Regions from separate parts of the Mus musculus genome. Here regions 1, 3, 4 and 5 are each linked to region 2. The links are chromatin contacts, called in public HiChIP or PLAC-seq and promoter capture Hi-C maps. All regions are on one chromosome and are shown on one strand. The core of a region is the stretch at or near the end of the contact, and the rest is flanking DNA. Distances in the headings are between cores, read along the strand shown.

Evidence for each region. Promoter capture Hi-C pulls out the DNA fragments that hold promoters and counts their contacts. HiChIP or PLAC-seq counts read pairs in DNA pulled down with a chosen protein or histone mark. Capture Hi-C pulls out chosen DNA fragments and counts their contacts.
Region 1: a promoter capture Hi-C map of liver shows a contact between it and region 2, with 3 times the contacts expected there. The contact joins the promoter of Taf3 here to the promoter of Rbm17 in region 2. A contact is called at or near these places in 4 of 39 promoter capture datasets (embryonic stem cells, hippocampal neurons and liver) and 1 of 484 Hi-C or Micro-C datasets (liver).
Region 3: an H3K27ac HiChIP or PLAC-seq map of embryonic stem cells shows a contact between it and region 2, with 5 times the contacts expected there. The contact joins the promoter of Sfmbt2 here to the promoter of Rbm17 in region 2. A contact is called at or near these places in 4 of 39 promoter capture datasets (cranial neural crest, hippocampal neurons, liver and 1 more), 2 of 115 datasets of contacts at active chromatin or transcription factors (astrocytes and embryonic stem cells) and 1 of 9 other capture datasets (pancreatic islet).
Region 4: a promoter capture Hi-C map of adipose tissue shows a contact between it and region 2, with 3 times the contacts expected there. The contact joins the promoter of Atp5c1 here to the promoter of Rbm17 in region 2. A contact is called at or near these places in 12 of 39 promoter capture datasets (the 3T3-L1 cell line, the HPC-7 cell line, HPC-7-derived erythroid cells and 7 more), 1 of 115 datasets of contacts at active chromatin or transcription factors (acute myeloid leukemia) and 2 of 9 other capture datasets (adipose tissue and liver).
Region 5: an H3K27ac HiChIP or PLAC-seq map of thymic regulatory T cells shows a contact between it and region 2, with 6 times the contacts expected there. The contact joins the promoter of Gata3 here to the promoter of Rbm17 in region 2. A contact is called at or near these places in 1 of 39 promoter capture datasets (liver) and 1 of 115 datasets of contacts at active chromatin or transcription factors (thymic regulatory T cells).

The regions. Positions count from the first base shown.
Region 1 is chr2:10,047,211-10,049,917 of GRCm38.p6, forward strand. Taf3 (TATA-box binding protein associated factor 3) reads right to left here and starts at 1,399. Exons shown (of 7, transcript NM_027748.3): 1 at 1,025-1,399. The coding sequence starts at 1,190.
Region 2 is chr2:11,601,860-11,604,615 of GRCm38.p6, forward strand. Rbm17 (RNA binding motif protein 17) reads right to left here and starts at 1,340. Exons shown (of 12, transcript NM_152824.1): 1 at 1,226-1,340.
Region 3 is chr2:10,369,183-10,371,988 of GRCm38.p6, forward strand. It overlaps Sfmbt2 (Scm-like with four mbt domains 2), which reads left to right and starts at 1,269. Exons shown (of 23, transcript NM_001198808.1): 1 at 1,269-1,370.
Region 4 is chr2:10,079,076-10,081,938 of GRCm38.p6, forward strand. It overlaps Atp5c1 (ATP synthase, H+ transporting, mitochondrial F1 complex, gamma polypeptide 1), which reads right to left and starts at 1,435. Exons shown (of 10, transcript NM_020615.4): 1 at 1,273-1,435. The coding sequence starts at 1,328. Kin (Kin17 DNA and RNA binding protein) reads left to right here and starts at 1,537. Exons shown (of 5, transcript NM_025280.2): 1 at 1,537-1,669. The coding sequence starts at 1,556.
Region 5 is chr2:9,877,151-9,879,850 of GRCm38.p6, forward strand. Gata3 (GATA binding protein 3) reads right to left here and starts at 1,450. Exons shown (of 6, transcript NM_008091.3): 1 at 1,255-1,450; 2 at 202-834. The coding sequence starts at 439.

The DNA.
Region 1 (2,707 bases), core at 149-2,648, 1.6 Mb before region 2:
CAGATTCTATGTCTCAAGTTCCTCCCGTGGGGCTGGCTTCTAGTTGTGGGGACATCCCATAAGTAGTTTCAAGAGGGAAACTGGGTATTACTTGGCCACCAGGATTCAGCCCTAGTTTCAACTGCAGTCCTCCATGTGGGACCGTCCCCACTCTCCTAGAACACACCTGAAAGGGCTGGAGCCCTGAAGAGGGGCAACACGGAGGACTGTGCTATCTTTACTCACTCCCAAAACATACACAGGAGCCTTTAATCTCATTAAAGAGACATGAACCAGAAAAAAAAAAGTTAATACATACTGCGACACTGAGTACCCGGAAAACCTCCCAAATTACCGAGTGATGCTTCCCATCACACTTAGATCAACACTAACAGAAGAGCATAGAGGAAGGACGCCGTGCGTAACTGAGATGCTTATTGAAAGGTATTCAGCGAAATCGACAAAACCTGCCTTGAAAAGTAGTAGGCGAAGTCTGTGAAACGAACAGATAGAGAGGGGAGAAAAAAAAAAAAAAAAGGCAGCGACCCTGACTGAGCGGAGCTGTCAACGAGTCTATTTGGGAGCTCAGGAATGGCCAGCCTTGTAAGAAACGGCCGGTAGACGGAGCGCCTGTGACAACTAGTTGTAGTAGTTTGCGAGCAAGGGAGGCAAAAGACCAAGGTGAGCGAGGTGGAGAGCATTCTGGGGGTGGCTCTGGCCGCAGCCGACCCGAGACAATGAGAGAGACCGAAGCACTGGTCCAGGAGCAGCATCGGTGAGAGGGTGTGTGGCTGCGAGCCGGGACCCCGCTTCCCTGCCGGTGGCGGGAAGTTAGCGGATGAGGAAGAGGCACCTAAGGGATGACTGGAGTTCGCAGGAGACGGTGGAAGCCCCCCAGACGGTCGGAGTCTGAGAGGATCCCCATGTCGAAGCCGGCTTCGGAACGCCACCCCTGCAGGGGATGCCCAAAGGGGTCCGGAGGGGCAAAGGTGTCACTCGTGACCGGCTTGGGGCAGCCCTCCCGCAACCCAGCCCCAGTACTCACAGAGTTCAGAGTACCGATGGCAGCCCCGGCCCAGCTGCTGCAGATAGCGCTGCAGGACGTCGGTGAGGAGGTGGCAGGCGCTGAGCTGCACCGAGTCCCAGCCCAGCGCCTGGCAGATCTGCGCCACCGAGACCCTCAACAACGACCTAGAGTAACTCTCGCACATCCCGCTGCGTGGACGCCACCGCAGCCCTTCGCTGCCACTGCTCTCCAGCCCTGCCGCCTCGCCTCAGCAGAGCCCCCGATTCATTCTCTGGGGGCCCCGCGGCGGGGAAATCGTCCCCCCTCCGACCCGGAGCGACCACCTCAAAGCCTCAGCAGCACGGAGCGCGCCAGCCTGAGAGCCGCCATTTTGGACTCGCTCCGCCTCCCGCTGGACGGCCGCCGGGGCGAGGCAGTACGAGCAGAAGGCCGAGAGATAGGCGGCCCAGGCTCCGCCCAGTGGGAGGAGAGCGATCGTCTCGGGATCGACTCTAGAGCCTGGACGCCGGCCGGAAGCCGAGTGACTGGGCGCAGGTGGAGTCTGCGCCTCCCTGACAACAGGTGCCGGTGTCTTTCTCTCCCCGCTGATGGAAAAGTAAGAGGTGACCCTCGGTGTGTTCAGGGGCAAACCAGGGAGGCAGTGGAATGTTAAGGACTTAACATCGATAATGTTGATAGAGATTCAAGTGTGAAACTAGAGAATTGGGAATATAAGCTACTCCGCAGAACGCGGATTCGATTGTTTTCCTTTACTTAAATCTAAAAAAGTAAAAACGAAATTAAAAGATGAAAGATAGTATTCAGAATGAAATAGTGGCCACTTGGGAGGTTTGAGTGAAATCCAAGATGTTCACTCAGGAGGCTGAGGCAATCATAAGCTAGAGGCCAACTAGAGTCACCGAAAAACCGAAAAAGACTCCGGCTCTAAAAAAAACAATCAGAGCTAATAAACTCATGTTGTTCATTGTGTCGTTCAATGCTCTTCATAATATGGCTGGTTTTAAGGAAAAATGCCTACGTGTTCAATTAGTGGGAACTGCCCCCCTCTTCCCCAGTAGTGAGCAAGATATTATTTTAGTGCAGTTTATAGCTAGTTCTAGTTTGCGTCTTACTAGTCACAATACGTAGTCTATCCAAGACGTGGAGAATGCAGTTCCCTACAGAGGTCGAATACTCTGTAAATCCTTGAGACTGGTTTTGTCCAGAGAATGCTTGCTTGCCTTTCCCAGGGCTTCTTCCAGCCCTAGTTGCATTTTGCCTGACGGTAACAGAAACTGTGATGAGATGATAAATAGGTTTGGTTGAAATAGTGGGTTGTCCCGTCCGTCCATCCCGTCGTCCGCCCCCGCCCGCCCCCCCCCCCCCGTGAGTCTCAATCTTGTTATGTTGCAACATCTGCCCTTAGACTTTTGGGACTGAAGTGAGCCTCCACAGTAACTGGCACTTTGGGCAACTGCTGGTAGACCCTGATTAATAATCCCAGTGCTGGGCAGGCAGAGGGAGGCAGATACCTGAGTTCAAGGCCAGCCTGGTCTACAGAGCTAGTTACAGAACAGGAAAAAAAGTTTCAAATTAAAGCCAAACCAATCCCAGTGACTACTGAGTTAAACCAAACCTACTTCGGCTATATTTAACTACTCCATTTCTTAGTTGTGCCTGCCATATCTACCATTGACTATTCAGTATATAAGTTTATGTGCC
Region 2 (2,756 bases), core at 90-2,589:
GGAACTCTTCCCTGTTGGAAAGATGTGTGAAAAATTTATGCGGGGGACAGGTGGTGGGGGGGAGGAGGTACATAATAACAAATCAGGGGGTCAACAAGAACCCATATGGTAGGAGAAAAATGACGCCTGTAGGAAATCACACATGTGATTTCCACGTGTGGCTTGTCCTCGGAACTCTTAATCTCCTGCCTGCACCTTCCAAGCACTGGAATTCCAGACATATTGCCACCCTGGGCTCCATTACTCATATTTACTAAAATTTGTTATCTCGAAATGTTTACAGCTCAGCCCAGTATAAATGTGTCCCCATGATTTAAAAGAGCCACCTGTTGCAGAGAGACAGGCCTCACCTATTCCCAGAACAAGCAGAATTATAACAAGAACTTATGTCAATGGTCCCCCCTTCCTGACTTCTCAAAGGAAGGTCTGACTGATCACCCTTCTAAGTCCCTCTTCATCCTCTGTCACAGCCTTAAACTGCAGAATACTCTACAGCGCTTCTCTGCTCTTGCTTTCCCTCTTCCTCATAGGTGCAGCCTTTCCACTTGTAATAAAACTCCTCTTCCAGGTCTTTCCAGCTTGTAATCTGGTTCTTCGGATCAATCCAGGCCTGGGTTTTCCAACGAGCTTCTTAGAGATCTAACCCCTGGAGAAGCACCTTACTGAGCTTGCAGCACTCATTCAGAGCACAACTGGTCCAAGCAGAAGAAGCTCGAAAGCTAGCGGAGGGACATGAACGCTAAAACTCCCCTTAGCGCAGGCCTGAGCATGCCGGGGGTTACAACAGACACTCTCTGTCCCGGTGAGACAACGGCCTCAACCTTCACTTCAGGTGCTCTGGAAGGAAACAAGTTTTGGGGTTTGTGTTTTGGCTTCTCCATTCCTGAGGCCCGACGCAGTCTGGGTTACTGCGGTCTTGCGACCCAACAACTTGGTCTGGGCATGGGCCATGAAGAGGAGAAAGGTACTTTCTTCACTGTCAAGAGGATCGGGACTGGTGAAGGGGGGATCTAGGTGGCCCGGTGGAACGTGGCAGGCTGAAGGAGCCCAACGTGGAGGGCTGGGAACCCCCCGGGCAGCTCGGGGTGCCCCGCCCGCATCCCCGCGCCCCTCACGGCGCGGCCTAGAGCCGCGGCCTCGCGTCCAGCGCATCCGTGAAGGCGCGCACACCCGAGTCTACGTTCCGGATCAGACCGCCTGCCAGGGCCGCCGCGGCGCCACTCACCCGGCCTTCCGAGACGATTGTGCCCATGGGCCACGGCGGCGGCAGCGCGGAGCCCGGCCGCCCTGCGCGGAAGCCCGCCCACCGCCGGAGTCCGCCGCAGCGCCGAGCCTCCACGGAGTCCGCAAAGGGATGCACCGCGCGGGGTAAGAGAGCGGAGGCTGCCGGGAGTCCACGTCTGCGCCTGCGTGTGACTCGCGGAAGCAAAGCTGCACTCTCCGGCTCGCACTGCACCCTGCTGACGGGAGGACTACATTGCATCTCCTCTCTGCCGGCCAAGAGATGGCGCCATTGGCACAAGGTTTCGAGATTCATGTGCCTTCTGACCTTGGAGTAGGAGCCGAATCCCCTACTAGGCTCCAGGTATTCACTCCCAACTATTCCCTTATATACTAAATGGTGGAAATAAATTTGCAGGCGAGATGTTGCAGAATCTAATAGCATTAAAAACACACACTGAGCTAGGTCTTCAGAGAAAGAATGTAAACACTATAAACCTTGCTCGCTTGGAATAAAAATGCAGCAAATGGCAAAAGAAAGGTCAGAGAAACCAGGGCTTTGTGTAAATATGTTTTCCCCATATTTTTGGTTGCATGTAAAAATTATTTCAAGCTATAGCTGGACAGTTGTGACCCATGCCTTTAATCTCAGCCCTTGAGAGGCAGAGACAGAGATTTCTGAGTTCAAAGCCTGCCTGGTCTATATAGTGAGTTCCAGGACAGCCAGGACTACACAGAAACCCTATTTTGAAAAACAGCAACAATAACAACAACCCCCCCCCCCCCCCGCAAAGGGTGGTGGTGGTGGTGAATTCAAGCTGAAAAATGTATCAGTCAGGGTTCTCTATAGTCAGAGGACCTATAGACTGTCTATATATATTAAATGAATTTATTGCAATGATTTACACTCTGCAGTCCAACTAACCTGACAATGGGCAGCTGTGAATGGGAAACCCAAGAATCTAGTAGTTGCTCTGTCCCACGAAGTAGGTTGTTTCATCTGGTCTTCTGTCTAAGCTACAATCTGAAGAAATCGGTTCCAACAGAGATGCTGTCAAGTAAGTGCAAGAAGGTGACGAGGAGTGAGTCAATCTTCTTTCTCCCAATGTCTTTATGTCCTCAAGTTCCACACCTGGATCCGGAACTTGCTTTGTCCCAGGCTGGCCTTGAACTCAGAGAACTGCTTGCCTCAGTGTCCTGGGATTAAAGTTGTGCACTACCTTGCCTGGGCTGTCTCATGATCTCCATGTCAAGATCTGGGTCAGCAGCCTGTGTCTTCCAGCCTCAAGATCCTGTGTGCCCTCCATTTCTGGATTGTAGTTCATTCCAGATGTAGTCGAGTTGAAAACCAGGAATAGCCATCATAAAACTGTGGAGGTGGACCTTACACAAGTGAACACACCAACATTATAATCTGATTTACAAGAAAGTGTTCAAATAATTCTGAAAGTGCCAGGCGTGGTGGCACACGCCTTTAATCCCAGCACTCGGGAGGCAGAGGCAGGGGGATTTCTGAGTTCGAGGCCAGCCTGGTC
Region 3 (2,806 bases), core at 19-2,518, 1.2 Mb before region 2:
TGTGACATTAGAGAAATGGAAGAGCATATACATATCTTACAGTTAACAAAACTAATTTAATTACTTTTTAACACAGTGGTGAAATGAATGGCTTAGCCAGAATTTAGGAATGCAAGAGCATATATAGTCAGTGCTATCAGAGACTTATTTGAAGGGAGATTTTTCAGAAAGTGTTAATTATTTTTTAGTGAATCACTTAGTACTATTAATCGTGAGACTGAACATGACTTCTCCTGAGTTGGAGTGCATTTTGTCTTTGGAAAGGCAGTCTCTGCTTTCTCTACTTCTTTATTTCTTGGCAGTGGTTACTGTTTTATTGATTTGGAGTGGGTCCCGCATTTGGAGTCACACATCCCTAAAGGGTCTGGTTGTGAAATGAAAGTGGAAATTAGACGGCATTGGAACGGGACGAAGGAGTACCTTTAACTTCGGAGGGAACCTGCTAGCCACTTTTCATTGCCTTTTGGGTGCCCTGGGATAAAAGTGGGAGGTGGGTTAAAAAGAAACAAAAAACAAAACAACAACAGCAGCAGGAGCAACGATCACAAAGAAAAGCCAAAGGACATAAGAAAAGCCATGTGCCAAGAGTGAATTAAAAGTAAAGGATATTGAACTTGGAGACCGTTTGCTGTAGACATCATTGGAGTAATTTGTGTAAACAGTGCGGCCACTACGTGCAGTGACAGCGCAATGTTTTTTATTTCTTAATCATGACAGGTAGATAGATAAATACACAAATGAATGAATGAATGAATGGGTGGGTGGAACTCCGCGCCATTTGCTATAGATCCTTGGGCAGAATTACATAATGTGGGTCTGAATATCAACCATATAGAGATTGCTTAATTACTTTGTCGAATCAGGTAAGATAATCAGGTGTGTGTTTAAAAATTTTGATGGAACAACGTTCAGTGGGCAATCGTAACTTTAAACCAGGAAATAGACCCGCAACCCTTACCGCGTTGGTAGGTTACAACTCAAGCCTCGTGGCTGGTGGACTGATAAAATTCTATTTCCTTCCAAAGGGGAGCTGCCCGGAAGTCCTGGTAGGGAAGCTGGGAGCTAGGTGGGCGGTCTAGGACGCACAAAGGAGTTCTGCTGCCTAAGGCGTCCAACGCAACCACAACCTGAGGCTTTGGAGAGTTGGGTTGGACAACCTAGTGTGAGTTGAGAGCTATTCCGGTCTAAGAGTGCTTTGCGCTTGGTTATTGGGGGGAGGAGGGAGGGAAGGGGGAAGGACAGGACCCTGACCACTCCCCTGGACGGAAGCGCAGGTTGGGTCTTGTGGGTCTAAGCCTCTAAAGGTGACTTTGAGCCTCTTTCCCACCTCTTTCTGAAGGATCAGCTGCGAGTTGAAGGAGTGAGAAGAGGTAAGTTGGGACTTTGAGACCTAAACCTGGACATACACTCTGGAATCCTCGGATTCTTCACCTGAGACCACCTTGGGTTAATAAAAGAAGCAGTTGCGGGTGTAGATGGGATGAATAATGTTCAGGGACGGGATTAATTTATTTTTGAGAAGTTTCTGCCGTCAGGAGTCTCCGACCTTAAGGATGATGAGCTCAAAAAATACATTGGTGTTCCTAAGAGTTGGACACCGGGAAGCTAGCTTCGGGAGTGGCAAACTCCGGCGGGTGATAAAAGTGTGAACCTCAGAGAATACTGATAAGCGAATGACTGGGGCCTTCAGGGTCTTAGATGGCTCTGTACTAAACGGAGGTGTATGGGCAAGGCGAGACGCTTTAGAGCTAAAGAATTCTCTAAAATGTGAAGGAAATATTCTCAGACTGGCAGGGCTCAGTCTTTTGTAACTTCCACCACGCTTTCCGAATCTCTGACTTTCGCCCACCATTCCCTCCCACCCCCCACCCCTGAGGCCCAATAATGGCGAGAGCCATTTCTGCGCTTCTCCCTTCTAGATTCTTCCAGATGACCTAAAGCCTCATAGTTGGTGATGTCTCCCGCGCAAAGTTAGCCTCTGGCCCCGTCACTCTATTGGCGGTTCCTAGCCCTCACCACTCCCTAGGGAACCACGTGTGGGAATTTCGCTGGGATGTTAGGATCAGGGAGGGTGACTAAAAATCTCAGTATGTAGTTGTTTTTTCGGAGAGTGGTGTAAGGGATAGGTGGGCAATAGAAGACTACGGAGTGGAAGATTTTTTTTTTTTTTTGAAGTCGGGGTTGTAAAGGCAAAGACCTTGAGCAATTGTGTCTTCTGTTTCCTAGTCGATAGAACCAGCTCTATATTCGCTCTACTGCTTCCCAGCTTCATAAACGGTGAGTTTTGTCTACCTGGGCATCTCCAGCTTTTCTGTATAGGGGACATTTCGTTTGTGTTCCGTACCACCATTGCGCCCAAGGCCCGGGAAGCTCATTAGCCCTTGCGCCACGCCCGTGAAAAAGTGCGGGTAGACCCCGCAGATCAGATTGGGCGGATCTTCCGCTCCATTCCTATAGATCATGAAGGACCTGGTTTTTCTTGATATGGGCCAGGGAAACCCCACCCTACGGGAACCTGTCCTGGCCAGGTGTCCCACCAGAAGCCCAGCGAGCTTCGTCACTCGCATTCCTGTAGATTGCAGCTGGTAGATCCCCGGCAGTCCAAACTTAACTCCCAGCATTTTTGGGTGTGGTACGGGCCCAAAGAAAACCTCTTCTTCTCTCCCCCAAGAACAGATTTTTTTTTTTTTGAGAGTCTTCATATAAAAGCACAATTAAAGTACAGGGTGGGGTAGACCAGACGGGACCTTCGATTTTGTTTTTAGGGTCCCCCATTCTCCTCACTTCAAAAACTCTTGGACGGGTA
Region 4 (2,863 bases), core at 185-2,684, 1.5 Mb before region 2:
GGTTAATCTAACAACATCTGAACGAACACACACACACACACACACACACACACACACACACATTCTCTGGAACTCCTTTTGCAGACTAGGCTGGCCCAGAACTCAGACACCCACCTGCCTCTGCATCCTGAGTTGCTGAGATCAAAGGTGTGCACCACCAACATTCTTCCAATACATAGTTCATATCTATCGTATTTAATTGCCTCACTACTTTGGAGTCTTAGCATATTGCTACAAATTCTTTGCTTAATGAAAGAACTATTTCAACTAGTTCTTGGCAGTTCTCTAACCTAGGTTACAAAACCCTAGTTCAGTGCTGGAGCGCCTTAATAATCCTCTGTACCATAAAAACAAGGAACCACTAAAACACTGTCCACAGTTAACAATCTCCTTAGCACCAGTTCTTCTAGCAGTCTAGCTTCAAAGTAGTTCATGTTATTATACAACGTCACCCATAAGTCACGTTTTACCTGACCTTCCCTGGGCATTCTAATATACAACTATTTTATTTTGCACAGAGGATTAGTATTTAAAGTCGCCCAACCTTATGGTATCCCTTTATCAAATGGAGGCTAACAAATGTAACTGTATTAAGGCCTCCTCCTCCTACCGAGGGACCTTGGGACAGTTTTATGACCTTGCAGAGATTGTACTTCAACACGAGGGCATGATGACAATGGCAATGTCTTTCTCTTCCTCATCGGCAGATTTTTTTAAACCCCTTTAGCACCAAGGCGACCAGCAGGTTCAGGCGGGGGCTGATTTTGAGTTCCTTCGTTTCTCCAGTACCCAGCAAAGAGTCGGATGGCTACACAGTGAATGCCTTACCAAAGAGCTCAAGCAAGCCATCACACCTTAAAGGGTCACGCTGCTCCCCCGTGCAGTGTTTCACAGGGCTTCAAAGCCAAAAGTTACAACCAAACGTTCCCCGGTCGCCCCTTCACCTTCAGGGCCTTTCTAAAGACTTTGCAAGCTGTGCTCCCGGGTACGGAGCGGAAGTACGGAGTTGATCGAAACCCAGATGGCTCCAAAGCTCAACCCGAATCCCGTCCGGGTCCCGAGGTCCCGGATGGCCGTTCCAGTCTCAGGGGATCAGACCGTGACCTTGTTCTCTTTGACCCCTACCAGGGGTCCGGCACGCAACCTTCCAGCTCTGCAGACATCCCCGCGGCCTGAGCTGGGGCCTTCTTCCGCCAGGAGTGAGCATGCAGCTCCATCCCTCCTGCCTCGCAGCAAGCCCGAGCCCCCGCATCCCTCCCGATGTGGTCCTACCATTGCGGCTGCACGGCGCAGGCCGACAGCCCGACAACGCTCGCCCGCGAGAACATGGTGGAGCCTTGAAGGTCGGGCAGACGGGACTCAGTGCGCGTGCGCGGGAGCTCAGGCGCCCCGGCCCGCTCCGCCTGCGTCCTCGGTCTCGCTAAATCTCGTGAGCGCCGAAGCCGCGAGTTCCCTGGCCCCACCCATTTCCTGCTGTCAATTTCGGTCCCGCCTGTCCCCGCGCTGAGCCAGTTCCGCTTCCGACCGCTTTGTAGTTGTAGCGCTCAGGGTCGCCATGGGCAAGTCGGATTTTCTGAGCCCCAAGGCCATCGCCAATAGAATTAAGTCCAAAGGGCTCCAGAAGCTTCGCTGGTACTGCCAGATGTGCCAAAAGCAATGCCGCGACGAGGTAAGTGACTCAGGCTGGCCGCGACCCCTCCCTCGGCTTGGAGCCCTCTCCGGCGCAGTCTTCCCCAGCTCGGCGCGAAGCCCTCCAGCTCCACGAGAAGTGGTCGCAGACAAGCACTCACTGATCGCTTACAATCGCTAGGCTGAGCACTGAGGTTTTACATTTAGACTTCCCTGGTGGGGTCGGTCGGTCAAGACGAGGAACTCAAGTTGCTCCGCTTAATAGTGACATGGGCTTGGCCACTACTGGTAAAGTAGAGGTAATAGTTGTACCCACCGGCAAGATTGTCGCCGAGTTTTTTCATGGAGAGAAGAACTCTCCATGACATAAATGCTTCATTCCCGACTTGCTACTGCTATCCTATAGTTTCAGTATGTGGGTTCCCAAAGGTACAGGCGTGCAGTCCATCGCACCTAGGAGTGACCGCTAAGTGTTTTTCCATATTTGCTTACATCATATAGTAAATTATATAAATATATGAATATCAGTATACCTTCACCCTTGAAGACTTAATTGTGTAATCAACATAACAAGTAATCGTATTATCTTTTCAATTAATGCCAAAATGCCACCAATATAACAGAACTAATAAAAATTCTTGTACATTATCTGATACATATTTTTGTTTTAGAGACAGTATCTCAGTATGTAACTTTGGCTGGTCTGGACCTCACCAGGCTGGCCAAAAAACGAGATAGACCTGCCTCTGCTTCCCAAGTGCTGGTTGATATCAGAGATATACACCACCCTACTTTATATTAATACTTTCTTGGTAGTCTTGTGGTGGCGATGGGGACCAGAGAGGTTGTTTATTAAGCAGTGCTACAAGTTTTGTTTAATGTCTTATGTATGCCTGGCAAATGCTCTACCACTGAGCCCTCATGCACTGCGTCATATTTCTGTTATCTTATTTTGGTGTATGTGTTTATGCATGTGTGCATGCTGCACCAAACAGATACATCCATACGGAGATCAAAGGGCCACATGTAAATGGTTATTTCCTTCCAGCTTGAGGGTCCTGGGATTGAAGTCATGTTGTCACATCTGGCACCAAGCGCCTTTAGCCACTGAGCCATCTTACTGACCTTATGCCACCTTCTTAGTAAGTCATCACAGACTGAACCCAGTCCCACTGCCACTGACTGGATTGCAAAACTCTGTGCATGTTATTGTTTTTCTAAGACAGGGTTTCTC
Region 5 (2,700 bases), core at 200-2,699, 1.7 Mb before region 2:
AAAAAAGAAAAAAAGAAGAACTCTCCCAACCAGCGACACTGCTTCCTCGCCCATTTCCGGGCCCCCGATACTTTTTTTAAATGAACTAGTAACACACTTAGGAGCTTTGGCTTGCTCTGCCCAGCCAGGGTCTCTGGCGGTCTCGTGGACCCAGGAAAACAAACGCGGATCCAAAAGGTTCCAGCGCCAAGGTGGACTCACCGTGGTGGGTCGGAGGATACCTCTGCACCGTAGCCCTGACGGAGTTTCCGTAGTAGGACGGGACGTGGTTGCCTTGACCATCGATGTTAAAAAGTACGTCCACCTCTTCCGTCAGCGGATACTGAGCTTCCATGTACGAATGGCCGAGGCCCGGGTGGTGCGTGTCTGGGTGCTGACCGTTGAGGACCGCGGGGTGATGGTGGCTCACCCAGCGCGGCTGGTCCGCAGTCACCTCCATGTCCTCGGCTGTGCTCGCGCCCTCTCGCCCGGCCCGGAACCCTCGCGGGTAGAGGGAGGGCTGTCGGCCTGGGAGGTCCGCGGACTCCTGCCGTCGGAGGCCCAGGAGAGGGGTCGTTTAATGGTTTGTTTGCAGTTAAGGGTATAGAAAAGGAGAGCAAAAAGGAGGGTTTAGGGAGGAAAGAAAAATCTTTGCGGGATAGTTTAGCAAAAGAAAGGAAGGGAAAGAAGAAAAAGAAAAGAATGAGGGCGATCCCCCCCCCCAAAAAAAAAGCAGACACGGAGGAATAAAGGGGTCAAAAAAAAAAAAAAAAAAAGGAGGGAGAGAGGAATCCGAGTGTGACCACACTGCACACTGATTCCTTGGCGCTCAGAGACGGTTGCTCTTCCGATCACCTGCAAGGGAGAGAAAGAGAGACCTGAATGAGGTGTAAGAACTTTTAACACCTGAAATTCTGGAGGGCACTAGGTCTTCGCAAGCTTCCTGCAGGGCCGACTCACCCGGGACGTGCACACGCACGCGAAGACCCGGAGGGAAAGAAGCCAAGCTCCGCAGCACACCTCCGACAGCCAGGCTCGCAGGAGCCCAGGACTGACTAAGCAATTAAAACTTGGGGACAAGTCCTCCCTGGAGGACACCGGCCCCAGGATCTTTCCAACCACTACAAATCCTCCAAAAGGAGAAAGCTGAGCTTTTAGTTTACAAAAAACCAAACAAACAAACCCCCAAACACACACACACAAACAGTCCCTCCAAGAGGAGGGAGTGATATCAAACTTAAAAAAAAAAAAAAAGTCACAAGTCACAATACCAACCTGAGTAGCAAGGAGCGTAGAGGAGGAGGAGGAGGCGTGTGACCTGCCCGGTCAGATTGCGTAGCTCTCTATGTCTCGCTCTCTCAGTCTCTCTCTCTTTCTCCTCTCCCTCTCTCAGTATTTTTTTTTTACAGGGAATGCATTCTTTCTGAAACTATCAAGACGGCGCCAGGCAGCTCAGTGTTCGCAGACAGCTGTGGCGCGACGCAACTTAAGGAGGTTCTAGTGTCATCCGCGCCGAGGGGGAGGAGCCTGGCGCTGGCAGGAGGGGACACGATCCTCAGCACAAGGAAACTGCAACCCAAACCCGCTCCAGGACTTCACCTCCACCCCCATCCCATCCCCCCCACCCACCCCGGCACACCGCCGCCCCTCCTCCCGCCCCTCTACTGACCGGAAAGGGGCGCCGCCAAGGGCCGCCTAGGGCAGAGGGGCCGCGGGCAGGGTGGGCGAGGCCCGCCCGGGCTTGGGGCAGAGGGGACAGGCAGGAGGGAATTCGCTCTCTGGCCCTTTAAATGTAGCAAAGCCGATTCATTCGGGCTCAGTAGATTATTCCGTACGAGTGAAACCCGGCTGCCCCATTCATAAAGCTAATTTCCATAAGCAGACTTTTCGATACTTTTTTAAAAATGAGCAAACTTTTAAATTAGGATTCAAGCCAGAACGTTTTTCAGTTTATATCAGCTTAGGGGCTATGTGCATGTAAAACAGATTAGAAAAGTTTCATGGCGAAGTAACTGAAGATTTGCCTCCGAACCAGCTTTCCGGGAGGCTGCTGAATCGCGCGGAGGACCTGGGCTTTGATTCGGACGCCCGCGTTATTGTTATGGTCTCTGCTTGCTTTCCCAAACCTCTCCAGAACGAACAGCGTCAGCTGTTGCAGCTGTCTTTTTCGGATCTAATGATATCATCAATGTGTGCTTTTGACCTTAGTGACAACGCGATGCATAAAAAGCTGGCTTAGCGAGACCTAGGCTCACTGGTCCCCGAAGTACCGTGTACAACTAACTTGATCTTTGCTGCGATAGCCTAACTTTTCTCTTCGCCTAGCTCGGGGTGCTACTTTATTCTGCTTTCACCCGAGGAAAACGGTCCCCTCTATAATATCCAACCCTGACCTCCGGGGTGGACCCAGCCGCAACTTCCCTGGACATTTTGGGTCTCTGGGACAGGGTCTGGTGGGAGGGCCGCAAGCTGACACAGGAGAGAGGCTGGAAGACGCCCAGTAGAGAGGCTGGGCGGACGAGGGCGGGGCCATTTGTAAGGACCAATCATCGGGAGATACCACGACCGGGCCGCAGTCGCCCCGCCCCACGGGCTCCAACCTCTGCGGCCCTGTTCCGTCCTTTGAGTCACTGCATCCCCTAGTGGCGTTGAGGTTTCTGCAGCCTGGGTCCAGAAAACACTGCCCGGATGAGCAAGGTCCGAAAGAGACTTCGGGTGCAC